2 separate regions of the Sus scrofa genome follow, and region 2 is linked to region 1. A link is a contact called in public Hi-C data. All regions are on one chromosome and are shown on one strand. The core of a region is the stretch at or near the end of the contact, and the rest is flanking DNA. Distances in the headings are between cores, read along the strand shown.

The links. Hi-C and Micro-C count contacts between places; a contact is called where the count stands out from the background.
Region 2: a Hi-C map of skeletal muscle shows a contact between it and region 1, with 3 times the contacts expected there. The contact joins the promoter of CDC26 here to the promoter of SLC31A1 in region 1. A contact is called at or near these places in 1 of 5 promoter capture datasets (liver), 8 of 47 Hi-C or Micro-C datasets (brain, fibroblasts, heart right ventricle and 2 more) and 2 of 2 datasets of contacts at active chromatin or transcription factors (alveolar macrophages and skeletal muscle).

The regions. Positions count from the first base shown.
Region 1 is chr1:253,866,052-253,872,371 of Sscrofa11.1, forward strand. SLC31A1 (high-affinity copper uptake protein) reads left to right here and starts at 2,338. Exons shown (of 5, transcript NM_214100.3): 1 at 2,338-2,425. It overlaps FKBP15 (FK506-binding protein 15), which reads right to left and starts at 2,134. Exons shown (of 30, transcript XM_021067627.1): 1 at 1,930-2,134. The coding sequence starts at 1,982.
Region 2 is chr1:253,903,960-253,910,279 of Sscrofa11.1, forward strand. CDC26 (anaphase-promoting complex subunit CDC26) reads right to left here and starts at 2,700. Exons shown (of 4, transcript XM_021067696.1): 1 at 2,505-2,700. PRPF4 (U4/U6 small nuclear ribonucleoprotein Prp4) reads left to right here and starts at 2,772. Exons shown (of 14, transcript XM_005660339.3): 1 at 2,772-2,862; 2 at 3,635-3,812; 3 at 5,754-5,940.

The DNA.
Region 1 (6,320 bases), core at 1,088-3,587:
TCTGGTTATTACTGGGATCAAAAATAAGTTACCTTAATAACTTTGTTTACTAAGCCTTTTATCATTCAAGTAGCTGTTGTCTGTGTTTAGAGGCACAGACTTATGCCTAGAACTAGTGTCTTAGCTCCTTGAGCAGCCTGCACAGGAAAGCAGCATAGCTGAGCCACCAAGAACTTATCTCAGGCCGGGAAGCTGGAGAAGAGCACATGATTGTCATTATCTAGGCAGGAATTTTCAGTCAGCAATGTACTGCTTGTTGCATGCAAGATGGGAGATCTAACATTCATTTACAGACTGCCCTCAAATGCTTGCACCTAGTGGAGAATGCATTGAAAGTGCATCTTGTAAATATTCAAAAGGCAGGCCATTTACAAGACAGGTTTGGATGAAAAAGCACTAATTCCAAAGGCTGACTACACAGTCAACAGCAAATGGCTGGACTACATGGCAATTTTAGTCAATGTTTTTGGGTGGAGTAGGGAAAAAAAGGAACCAAAGCATTGCTTAACTCCAAAATAAACAAGCAACTGAAAGAACTCAAAATGGAACTGTAGTGGCTGTAGGCTACCCTAAGTGAGGGTAGGGGTGGAACGGGAAGGTGAGAATGAAAAGAGGACTTAGGATGGCTAATGTAGAGGGGTCATAGTATAAGTCTAAATATCCTTATTAAGACCAAAAGAGACCATTAATCATTTCATGATTAATCTTTTTTTTTTTTTTTTTTTTTTTTTTTGTCTTTTTCCCACACCCTGCAGCATATGGAAGTTCCCAGGCTAGGGGTCAGTTGAAGCTGCAACTGCCGGCCTACACCAGTCACAGCAACCTGGGACCTGAGCCACATCCACAGCTCACAGCAATGCCAGATCCTTAACCCACTGAGCGGGAAAGAGATGGAACCCGGGTTCTCATGGATGCTAGTCGGGTTCCTTACTGCTGAGCCACAATGGGAACTCCCAACCATATATTGAACATACCCCCAGGACCAGAAGGAAGCTGAGAGCAGGCAGAGCAGCTTAATCATCTTGTAACCTAACCCCTAAGCGTTTAGTAGAACAAGAAGTATATACTGGTGCATTCATCACTCTCCAATACCTTCTTAAATTGGCTAGATATATTCAAAGACAGGCTCTGCAAGGATCAGAACTTGACAGCTCACAAGTCTGAAAGTAGTCAAGCTGTCTACTGACATGAAAGAAAGGAGAAAATGCTTAAGTAATTACTGGAAGAGACAAAGTCCTGCCACTTGAAGACCTGTACCCCAGCCTGGTATATATAATGGCTGGGGACAGAGAACAGCAATTGCAGTTTATTACATTGGTTTTAAGGTTTAGAATGCAATTTCACACCTCTTATACACTCAATAAGCACCCCCTGTGAAAGGGGCTGTGCTGAGCACTGGACAGAGATGGACAACGTGAGCAGGCCTTGTCCTATCAGGGCTCATACTCTAGTCGGTTCGGTGTGCAAAGATGAAGGCAGACACACGTGGGACCGTGGGGAAGGGAAAGCAACAAAAAGCTGACATCCAAGCTAGGTCTTGAAGAATGCTGAAGCTGACCCGCCAGCTCCAATTTTGAAGTGCCACCGCCTTATCTACGGAAAAAAAGTCTCATATCGGCCTCAGGTGAGGCATAAAAACTCTGAGACGGGTATTTTCATTAACAATCACCCCCACTTCACGGGAGAAACTGTGACCCCGAAAGGAAAAAGCGAACCCGACGGTCGCCTTCAGGGAGATGCCAGGTCCAGAATCCCGGTGGACAGACTCAGCAGTTTCGCGCTCCGTCGGGACTGAGACCTGTGGAGCACCGAAATGCGGCAAGCGTCTGGACCCGGAAGTTGGGAAGAGATCTGATAAGAGAGAGACCCCTCCAACCGTGCGCCAGGCTCTCTCAGCCACGCCCTCTGTCCCACGCTTTTGTCACTCACCCGCCGCTAGGCGAGAGGAAGTCGGTGTCGTCTTCGTCGCTCGCACCGAACATCTCGCTGGCTTTCGCCCCGCTGTAGGGAGGAGGTCGGCGAATTTCCAGGGCCTTTCACCGCCGACGTCGTAAATTGCCGCAGGGGCGTGCTGCTTTCCGGCAGGACGAACTCTCGGTTACTCTTGCCAGCAAGATTAGGTTATTGAGGAGGTGGAGCAAAGGCAAAGGAGGGGACCAGGCGTGGGAGGCACGCCGCGTGACGTAAAGCTTCTCGCTCACTCAGAGGCGGCTTGATCCGCGGACGCTCCGAAATCCCGTGCGGCAATTGGCCGGCGAGACAAGAGGCGGGGTAGGGGCGGGATAAGGGCGGGAATCGGCACTTAAGTGGAGGTCTTGTACACGTCGAGCCGTCAGAAGTGCAGGGGTCTTCTGAAGAGTCTTGACAGAGAAGCGGATCGAGGCTCTGAGAGGGAAGCGTCGGTGGCGGCACTCGATCTGGGGAGGTAAGGCCTTTTTCGCCCTTCTTGCAACATTTGGCAGCACGAGCACACAGTCCTTCCCCCTCTAGGGCAAGGACCTTCGCGCCACTCTGCTCAGCTCCGCGAAAGGGCCTGGGGACTGGATCTGAAAACCAGAGCTTTCGGCCAGGCCCGTAAGAGTGACTTAGCTGGAGTGACCTTGGGGCAGGGTGTTCTGTGACTCAGTTTCCCCGTCTGTAAAATGGGGGACCTGATTGCCCCTACCGCTTAGTACCCTGTGGCTGACCTCGCTGTTTATTCAACGGATTGTTTATCCAGTGCTTCCGTGTGTTGGCTGGATTGGTCATCAAATTCAATCGCAGTCTCATAATCCCAGAATTTATAGGTAAGGTAAGGGAGGAACTAAGCCCTTGGCTGACTAGTGGACTATTCCGAGGTCACACAGAGTAAAGGGCAGGCTGGGGCTAGATGCTTGGTGTCTAGACCTTATCAGGGCTGAAGCACTGGGTTCGCGTTCGGAGTGTTTATTGCTACACTGTGGCATGCTTTTGGAGAGAAGTCCTCTCCCTAGAGTAGACCTAGCAGGAGAGCTAGAACACAATGGAGATGGGTGATGGAAAGGAGGAAACTTCAAAATCTGAAGATCCTCAGCCACAACCTTGGTCTGGGTTTTGCTTAGTTTCTTGCCACAGACTTAACATCAGTTCCCTGCCTCCAGTTTCCACCCTCTCTGTATATCATAACCATTTCTTATATATGTTAACCTAGTGTAACTCCTGGAACAATCTCCAGGTAGGCCTGGCTTAGCTAAGGTGTGGATAAGCAGATAATAACCCTTTGTAGGACCCATTGATCTCCTCAGGGCTTCTCTCAATGAGAGTAGTATAAGTGTGCCTTACCTGAATGTTTTAGTAATCTGTTGCATGAAATAGAGGTGAAGTGACTTCCCCTCCCAGAGACTTCATAACCTCTTGGCACTTTCCTGGTTCTACTTTTGTTGTAGTTTTGTGTGCTTCTACTAAATTGTAAGCTCAAGGATGGTTACTTTATTCATCTTGGTGACTCCTGTGTCACAGAGCACTGCCTTATTGCCCATAATGGGTTCTCAGTAATTCTTTTTTGCTCTTTTCTAGGGTATATGGAGATTCCCAGGCTAGGGGTCTAATCAGAGCTGTAGCTGCTGGCCTATGCCAGAGCCACAGCAACACTGGATCCGAACCATGTCTGCGACCTCCACCACAGCTCAGAGCAACACCGGATCCTTAACCCACTGAGTGAGGCCAGGGATCAAACCCTCAACCTCATGGTTCCTAGTGGGATTCGTTAACCACTGAGCCACGATGGGAACTCCAAGGGTTCTCATTCTTTGTTAGCATCCATGAGGACATGGGTTTGGTCCCTGGCCTTGCTCAGTGGGTTAAGGATCTGGCATTGCTGTGAGCTGTGGTGTAGGTATCAGCTCAGATCCCAGGTTGCTGTGGCTCTGGTGTAGGCTACACCGATTGCACCCCTAGCCAGGGAACCTCCATATGCGGTGGGTGCAGCCCTAAAAGACACACACACACACAGAAAAATGCTGTACTAGATGTGAACTGTCTGGGTTGCTTAGTCTCTTATTAACTGAAGGCTTTACTATTGAAAGGTGTAGGGGGGAATAGTGTAGCTAGAAATAGTATACGTAGGTTTTACTTTTGTTCAAGTATCCTTCTGTTAACCTGAGGACTAGGGTTGTTCTCTACTTCCTGTGTTTATTTTACAAGATGGTTAAAGCAGTGAGGTCTGACAGTGCTAAAGCAATGATGCAATTGGAGTCTAAGCACTGGAACTGGAACCCTTTGTAGTAGCTCTGTTCAGAATGTGAGCTTGGCTACCTCAGAAAAAAAAATGAGCTACGTTGCTGCAGCAGCAACATAGTTCATTCTTAGCCCTCTCCACAGTACTGGTCATTGTCACTCCAGCACTGAAACATCTGAATTGTACTTTTAACAACGCTAATGCCAGTAATCATTGAGGGCTTATTTTCTGTCCTTGAGGGGTGTTTTTAATCCAGAGAGTTAGATAGGCAGGACTCCTAAAATCTGGATCAACCTTTTTGGTGTTGGAAACACTGCCTGCCCAGATCCCCTTTTGGGAACACAGTTAATGGTTCTAATTGGCAGTATGAGGAAGGGGAAGGTAGTGATGAGGCAGATTGAGGGCAATTTAAGTCCCATAAGTAGAAATTAATGATTTGGAAGATTTAGATAATGGACTTGGGATTCCAAGTGGAAATGATTGGATTCTAAAGGAAGTTGATCCACTGTACCGTTTGGAGGAGAGTGGGTTAGATACTTTGGACTTTGAATTAAGGGATTCCAGGTGGAAGTGATTGGATTCCAAAGGAAGTTGATCCACCCTAGTTTGGAGGAGAGTGTGATTTAGATAATGGACTTTGAACTAGGATTCCAAGGAGAAGTGATTGCATTCCAAAGGAAGTTGATCCAGCCCACAAAAAAAAAAAACCGTCTTTGACCTTTTTTGGCTGCACCCATGGCATATGGAAGTTCCCAGGCCAGGGTTCCAGTTGAGCTGAAGCTGCAACCTGCGCCACAGGAGGAACATTCTCTTAACATGAACCTTTTCTTGGAGCTTCAGTTTAAGTGATCTTCTAACTGTAGTGTGAGGGCATCTGTGCGACTTATCTACCTAAGCTTTCAACTACATTTTCATAGACAAGTTCATGAGAGTGCGTGTAGCTCAGTGGTTAAATTCTTAAGCTCTGGAGCAAAGTTGTCCTGCCGTTTGAGTTGCACAGGCCTTCGGTATGTTCAGTCTCTTTTGTAAAGTAGGGACAATATAATAGTATCTACTTCCTGGGATTCTTGTGAAGGTTATATGAATGAGTTAATTCACTACTTAGAACAGTGCCTGGCAGGTACTCAGTTAATATTAACTGCTTTCCTCTTATTGTATTTCATTGTATTATGTTACTTTATTGAGTTATATATTTACTATAATAAACGCGATTGGCGTAAATTGGTTTGTAAATAAACACCCCATAACCTTGATAAGCACAAATTCACTGAGAGGGAGAGCAGAATTTTGCTCCCATGAGCAACACTGGAGACCATCCTAGCTAATATCACTTGAATTGCTTTAGAGTTCTGTGCAATAGTTTGCAAGGACTAGGGCCATGTTTGCCAAATACTTTGAAGGCCACCCTGACAAGTTTGTACTTAACCCAGTAGGAAATGGAATTTTCTTAATTCTAAATGCCATGATTGACACAAAAGCAAATGGTTTAGGATGTGGAGTTGGTGTGAGAATCGAGTGAGATAAGTGTGGTAAACATTACTTAGGGCACTAGTATTCATCTATTAAAAATCTCATTCCAGTTTTTCTTTGGATTATAAAATTTTTGAAATGAGAAATTAATATTCCAGACCGTGTGAATCAAATTCAATGACTTCTCAAAAGGTAGCATTTATACCATATGTGCAAGTCTTTGATCCTTAAGTCTGTTCTCTCCTTGCTCCAGTTTGCCTCTGCTGTTGATTCTTCTCCTCGCCTTCCAAGTTGCAAAAGAGAAAAAGATGACATAGCTCTCACAAGATGACTTCAACTACTGGAAGATATCAGATATGTCAGTGGCCAGGCAGCACCCAGATAACTCTGCCATTTAAAGTTGTCCAGCCAGGCACTATGGGGAAAAAGGCAGGGAGGAGGAAGGGCAGGTTGCTGACTGGTGCCTGAACTCCCACATGCAGCTTTAAGCATAATAGACCCATTAAAAAAAATCAAAAAGTTTTCTGTAGTTTGTGACTAAGTGTGAGAAGTCAGCAAGAGTCTGATTCTTAATACATTAAAATGAGCAGTTTATGCCAAAAGACATCTTTAGAGTTAGGCACTGGGACGGAAATGCTTTTGAAGTTCCACGGCT
Region 2 (6,320 bases), core at 1,450-3,949, 38 kb after region 1:
CAAATCGGAGCTATAGCCTCTAGCCTACACCACAGCCACAGCAACACAGGATCTGAGCCGAATTTTCGACCTACACCCCAACTCATGGCAACCCCGGATCCTTAACCCACTGAGCAAGGCCAGGGATGGAACCCGCATCCTCATGGATCCTAGTTAGATTTGTTAACCGCTGAGCCGCGAAGGAAACTCCAATGGCATCATCTTTATATTCCCAACAGCATCCTGTAGAGAATGTCTATAATAACCAATCAGTATATGTTTTGCTGAATAAATTTAGATATTCAAATTCAAAAAGTGAAATGAACTTTTCTCGAGCACCATGCTATGCTTTTCTTGTACATTCTCATTTTTAACACAGAAATACTATGACACTGGCAAAATTACCCTATTTTACAGATAAAGTTGAAGCTATTCAGTTGATTAACAAATGTCTCAGCCTTGGAGTTCTAGCTGAGACTTATCAGGTTAAGAATCCCACTAGTATCCACGAGGATGCAGGTTTGATCCCTGGCCTTGCTCAGTGGGTTAAGGATCCAGCATTGCCGTGAGCTGTGGTATAGGTTGCAGACAGGGCTTGGATCCTGTGTTGCTATGGTTTTGGTGTAGGCCGGCAGCTATAGCTCCAGTTTGGCTCCTAGTCTAGGAACTTCCATATACCTCAGGTGTGGCCCTAAAAAAGACCACACAAAAAAAGTGAGAATGAGGTAAGTGAAACCTCCTTTAAAGTATGTATAGTTCTGGAGTTCCCCTCATGGTGCAGCGGAAACAAATCCAACTAGGAACCATGAGGTTTCAGGTTCGATCCCTGGCCCCACTCAGTGGGTTGAGGATCCAGCATTGCTGTGATCTGTGGTATAGATTGCAGACTCGGCTCTACATGCCACTGCTGCAGCCCAATAAAGACAAAAGACAAAATAAATAAATAAATAAAATGAGGTATGTACAGTTCCCATCGTGGCGCAGTGGAAATGAATCTATCTGGGAACCATGAGGTTAAGGGTTCCATCCCTGGCCTCACTCAGAGGGTTGAGGATCCGGTGTTGTGGTGAGCTGTGGTACAGGCCGGCAGCTGTAGCTCTGATTAGACCCCTAGCCTGGGAACCTCCATATGCCGCAGGTGCGGCCCTAAAAAGCAAAAAAAAAGTATGTACAAACATAAATGATTATTACATGTTTCTAGGATGTAGCTAGGGACTGTGAAGTATACAAAAGATAAAATTTCCCCTCCTCCCATGAAGCCTGGGACTGAGACAAATGATATTATCAACACAAAACACTGACACATTACATTTCAAATTTTTTGGTACTAAATCAAATACGATTTTTTTTTTTTTTTTTTTTTGTCCTTTTAGGGCGCTCCCACAGCATATGGAAATTCCCAGGCTAGGGGTCTAATCAGAGCTGTGGCTGCCGGCCTACGCCAGGGCCACAGCAATGCCAGATCCGAGCCGCGTCTGCGACCTACACCACAGCTCACCCTAATGCCGGATCCTTAAGCTCCGGATCCAACTGAGCAAGGCCAGGGATCAAACCCACAACCTCTGGTTCCTAGTCGGATTCGTTTCTGCTGCGCCACGACAGGAACTCCCAAATCAAATAGGATCTTGATTCCAACGTAGACAAAGGCAAGAGGAAGCCAAAGTTCCAAGAGAATGCTTAAAAGAAAAAAACAACTGTGATACATTCTAACTTTCCCGCAAGCTGTAAAAAGCTCACCACTATGAAGAAGTATAGTGTAATGGGTAAAAGTGCTTGCTTTGGAGGCAAAGGGCAGAGACTCAAATTCTGTTGCCACTGATTTTGGACAATTAGCTTCGCCTTTCACTAGATCTTAGCTTCTTCCCTTGTATCTGTACTCAGGTGTTGTATGGATTGAATGACGTGATGCAGATAAGTGCCTGTAACGTACGTAACTTGGCATTTAGTAAACGCTCAAATATGTAGCCATTATTATTGTAACTGCCCTTGGAGAGGGTAGGAGGCTCTGTCCAGCTCGGGAAACAACAATAAATTTTGAAAAATCTCCACCCCCGATACGGGAGCAAAAACCTTGTCTTGTCGATCTCTGGTGCCCCAACACCCAGGGCAACACAGGGCTGTGCAGAGCTGCTTGCGCGCAGTTTACCTGACGCCTGACATTCTTCATCTCACTCCGAGTAATATAGACCAAACACAGGCCATGGCTCCTCCGCTGGCTCTTTATTTTACTCTGGCGCTAGAGGGCTCTTCGAGCTTATTCTTTCGCCACTGCCCAAATGCACCGAAAATCCACCCAGCTCAAAAGAAGCTGCCGAGAGAACTTCCCGACAGCGGAGGAAAGCACACTCCTTTCGCGGCTACAGGACCGCACTCCTGGGTCCGGGGCAAAGGTTTCCATGGCAACATGGTCCACCACTCTAGGAGGACTTAAAGCTCTTCGCAGGGCCGGGAGCGGCAGCAGACCCCGGAAGGTGCCGTTTCACTCCCGGAGTTCAGTCCGGAGGCGCGCGACTTGAAGCACCTACCTCTTTTCAGCCCTTTCCCGGAACCTCAGCGCCCACCCCGAATCTTCTGCTATGTCAACTGCACTACACCTCCCAGGTTGCTCTGAGTCTCTCTCCTCGCAGAACCTCGTCCTCCGCGTGCTCTTTTTAGAGGCTGTACGTGTCACAACGCTCAACGCACCCAGAGCCTTTCCTACTACGATTCCCATCATGCTCTACGGCGCCCAGGACGCGGCTTCGGCCCTCGGCCCACTTCCGGTCTGGACGTAATTCCGCTTTGTTAGGCGCGCGGTGGATGGTCTGGAACGTAGGGCTCGCCTCTTGCTGAAGCTTCGCGGCCTCGGAGCCCAGCATGGCTTCCTCGCGAGCCTCCTCCACGGTACGGATCTCGGCTCACTCTGGCAGGGCAGGGAGGGCGGAGGGGTGGGGGGTCCGTGCAGAACAGAGCCGTTAGGGAACGGGCGGTGGAGGACTGAGGAGGAAGGCTGCCAGACTCGGTCTGGTCTTAGAGAGCTGAGCAGCGTTTTTCTTTGAGTGACCGGAGTGTGTTTTAGGTCATTTTCATCTCTTACTACAACAACCCTAAAATGTAAATACCTCTTCCGTCTCGTTCAGAAACGGAGCTCTGAAAGGGAGTAGGGTTTTGGCCAAGATTTACGACAGTGTCAGTCTTGATTATAATGAGGCCTCCTAACTTCATATCTACTACCTCGCGTCTGAAAACGTTTGAATTGTATAGACCGGTAACTTTATAACTTGTTCCCCTTTATCATGGCGTTGGTTATTTCAGTTATTCTTGATATCTCCTGTGATGAGCAGTGGCCCTGAAAGTTTCATAAAACCCAAGAAGAGATTGCACCTCCAACCAAATGAAGTAAACATGTTCCAAAGCAAACCATTGATAGAAAAATCACAAGAGAAATTCACTAGTTTTATCTATCTCTTCCTATCTGCAAAACTTAAAGTGACTGAGAGACTGGAACACTCCCCCCTGCCCCACTCCATCAGGGAAGATACATCTTAATTGGTGTCCAACTTGTCTTTTTTGGGGGAGGGAATAGGATTGAAGCTCTGGATAAGCTTCATCCTCTGGGAAGCTAGCAAATTGCTGAGATTAAGCTTTAGGTTCATCCAGGTCTTTGATTTAACAGGCAACCAAAACTAAGGCACCTGATGACTTAGTCGCTCCTGTTGTGAAGAAACCACACATCTATTATGGAAGTTTGGAAGAAAAGGAGAGGGAACGGCTGGCCAAAGGAGAGTCTGGGATTTTGGGAAAAGAAGGACTTAAAGCAGGAATTGAAGCAGGGAATATTAACATAACCTCTGGTAAGATGCAAACTGTAGTCCATCTCTACTTTGGGTGCTCAAAATTTCTGTAATATTTACTTTCCTAAACGTAGATATCACAAGTATAGTGTCAGAAAACTTCGCATATTAAACTTGCATCTATTGGTGTTCCTATTGTGGCTCCCGGGTTACACGAACCCAACTTGTATCCAAGAGGATGCAGGTTGGATCCCTGACCTCATTCAAATGTGGATTAAAGGATCCACTGTTACTTTGAGCTGTGGTGTAGGTCTCAGACGTGGTTCAGATCCCAAGAGCCTGTGACTGTGTTGTAGGCTGGCAGCTGCAGCTCCAGTTTGACCCCTGGCCTGGGAACTTTCAAATGCCCCAAGTGCGGCCCTAACAAAGCAAAAAAACAAAAAAACAAACAAAAATTTGCATCTTTCGAAGGCCATACTTTCTGCCTACCCATTTAACATTACCCCAGAGCCTTTTTTCTTTTAACTTTTTTTTTTTTGTCTTTTTTGCCATTTCTTGGGCCACTCCCACGGCATATGGGAGGTTCCCAGGCTAGGGGTCTAATCGGAGCCGTAGCCGCCAGCCTATGCCAGAGCCACAGCAACTCGGGATCCAAGCTGCGTCTGCAACCTACACCACAGCTCACAGCAACGCCGGATCATTAACCCACTAAGCAAGGCCAGGGATCGAACCTGCAACCTCATGATTCCTAGTCAGATTCGTTAACCACTGCGCCACGACGGGAACTCCCAGAACCTTTTTTCTTAAAACCTTTTATACAGGTTTTCTTCCCTGAATTGTTAATAATTTTACTGGGAATTTATTCAGTGTGTGTTTGGATTCAGATTGATTCCACTTATCTTATGGATATCTAGGATAGTTCTGGCATTGGTTTGGAACTACCCTGGTTCATAATATTCTAACTTGTTCAGTTTTCCAATTATTTTTCACCCAAAATGAAATATCTCTTTCAATTAAAAGCAATAGCTGTTTTTATTTTGAAAGAGATTAGTTAGAAATGTGTGAGGTAGAAAAGCCTATAATCCTTATTAATTAGGTCTATATTATTCCAAGAATTTAATAAAGCTACAGAAATACAAGATTTTTTTCTATAAATGAAATCATGATAAATTATTTCGTAACCTGCATTTGTCATTCTGTTTACTGTTGAGGATATCTTTTGATGTCAGTAACTAGTGGTCCACTGTTTTTAAAATAAAATTATTCATATTTGTCATAAGAAATTCAAATCGTACTGAAAGGTGTAGAAAGACCTCTGCAGATAGGATTCTGTCATTTCTATTAATACTCCCACACATTTTCTTTTTCTGTACACATGTGCTCTGGTGACTTTTTTAACTTTTTATGTTGTTTTAAACATAACAGCATCACTACTATACTTCTCATTTTTCATCCAAATGCTTGTATCTGGGCTGCTGGATTATCCAAAAAGCCTTATAGTCAGAGTTCCCTCTGTGGCAAAGTGGGTTAAGAATCCAACTGCAGTGCCTCCAGTTGCTGCAGAGGTGCGGGTTCGATCCCTGGCCTGGCACAGTGGGTTAGGGGATCTGGTGTTGCCACAATGGAAACTCCTACTAAGACTAGTTTAGAGAGTAGCTCTAGCAGTTGTTAAAATAGTGTTTCTGTTTTACTGTGGATAGAAAGCCCAGTTAACTTGTTAAAGGGACTCTGTACTCTCATTGTCTCATGTCAATTGTATGTTTATATAAGTGTTAAGGTTGCCAGATGAAACAGTATGGCTTCAACCATTTTCCTGTCTTTTAAATCCTGATTATTTTTCTATGATTGGCATACTTTAATAAACCAAGAATCCATAAACTGTTAAGTGTGAAGTAGATAGGACAATTAACTTTCCTTAGAGATATACTCCAATTGTAAGAAATTCTTTCTCCCTACTTGAAGATCTGGTGATTATGCTGATGCTGCCTGTTCTTTTTATAGGAGAAGTGTTTGAAATTGAAGAGCACATCAGTGAGCGACAGGCCGAAGTGTTAGCTGAATTTGAGAGAAGGAAGCGAGCCCGGCAAATCAATGTTTCTACAGATGACTCAGAGGTCAAGGCTTGCCTTAGAGCCCTGGGGGAACCCATCACGCTTTTTGGAGAGGGTCCTGCTGAAAGAAGAGAAAGGTGCCCTTTCTGAATTTTACTCTTTCCTTTTTTTTTTAAATTTGGTTTTTTATTTAATGTATTAATTTAATTTTAATATAATTGAATATATGTTGGCAAGATATTTAGATAAGTTTACTTTTACTTACTTTTTTTTTTTAACTTATTTTTTAGCCATTCCCACTGCATGTGGAAGTTCTTGGGCCAGGGATTGAATCCGCACCACTGCAGTGTCAATCCAGAACCTTAACCTGCCACACCACAAGAGAACTCCCTGGTCTTTCTGTTTTAATCATGGGGTTCTAGTTCCAAATTTTAGTCAGCTAAAACTACTATTCATATCTAAAACTTTTATAGAATATCTCAGATATTGTTGACAGAATATCTTATTAAGTATTATG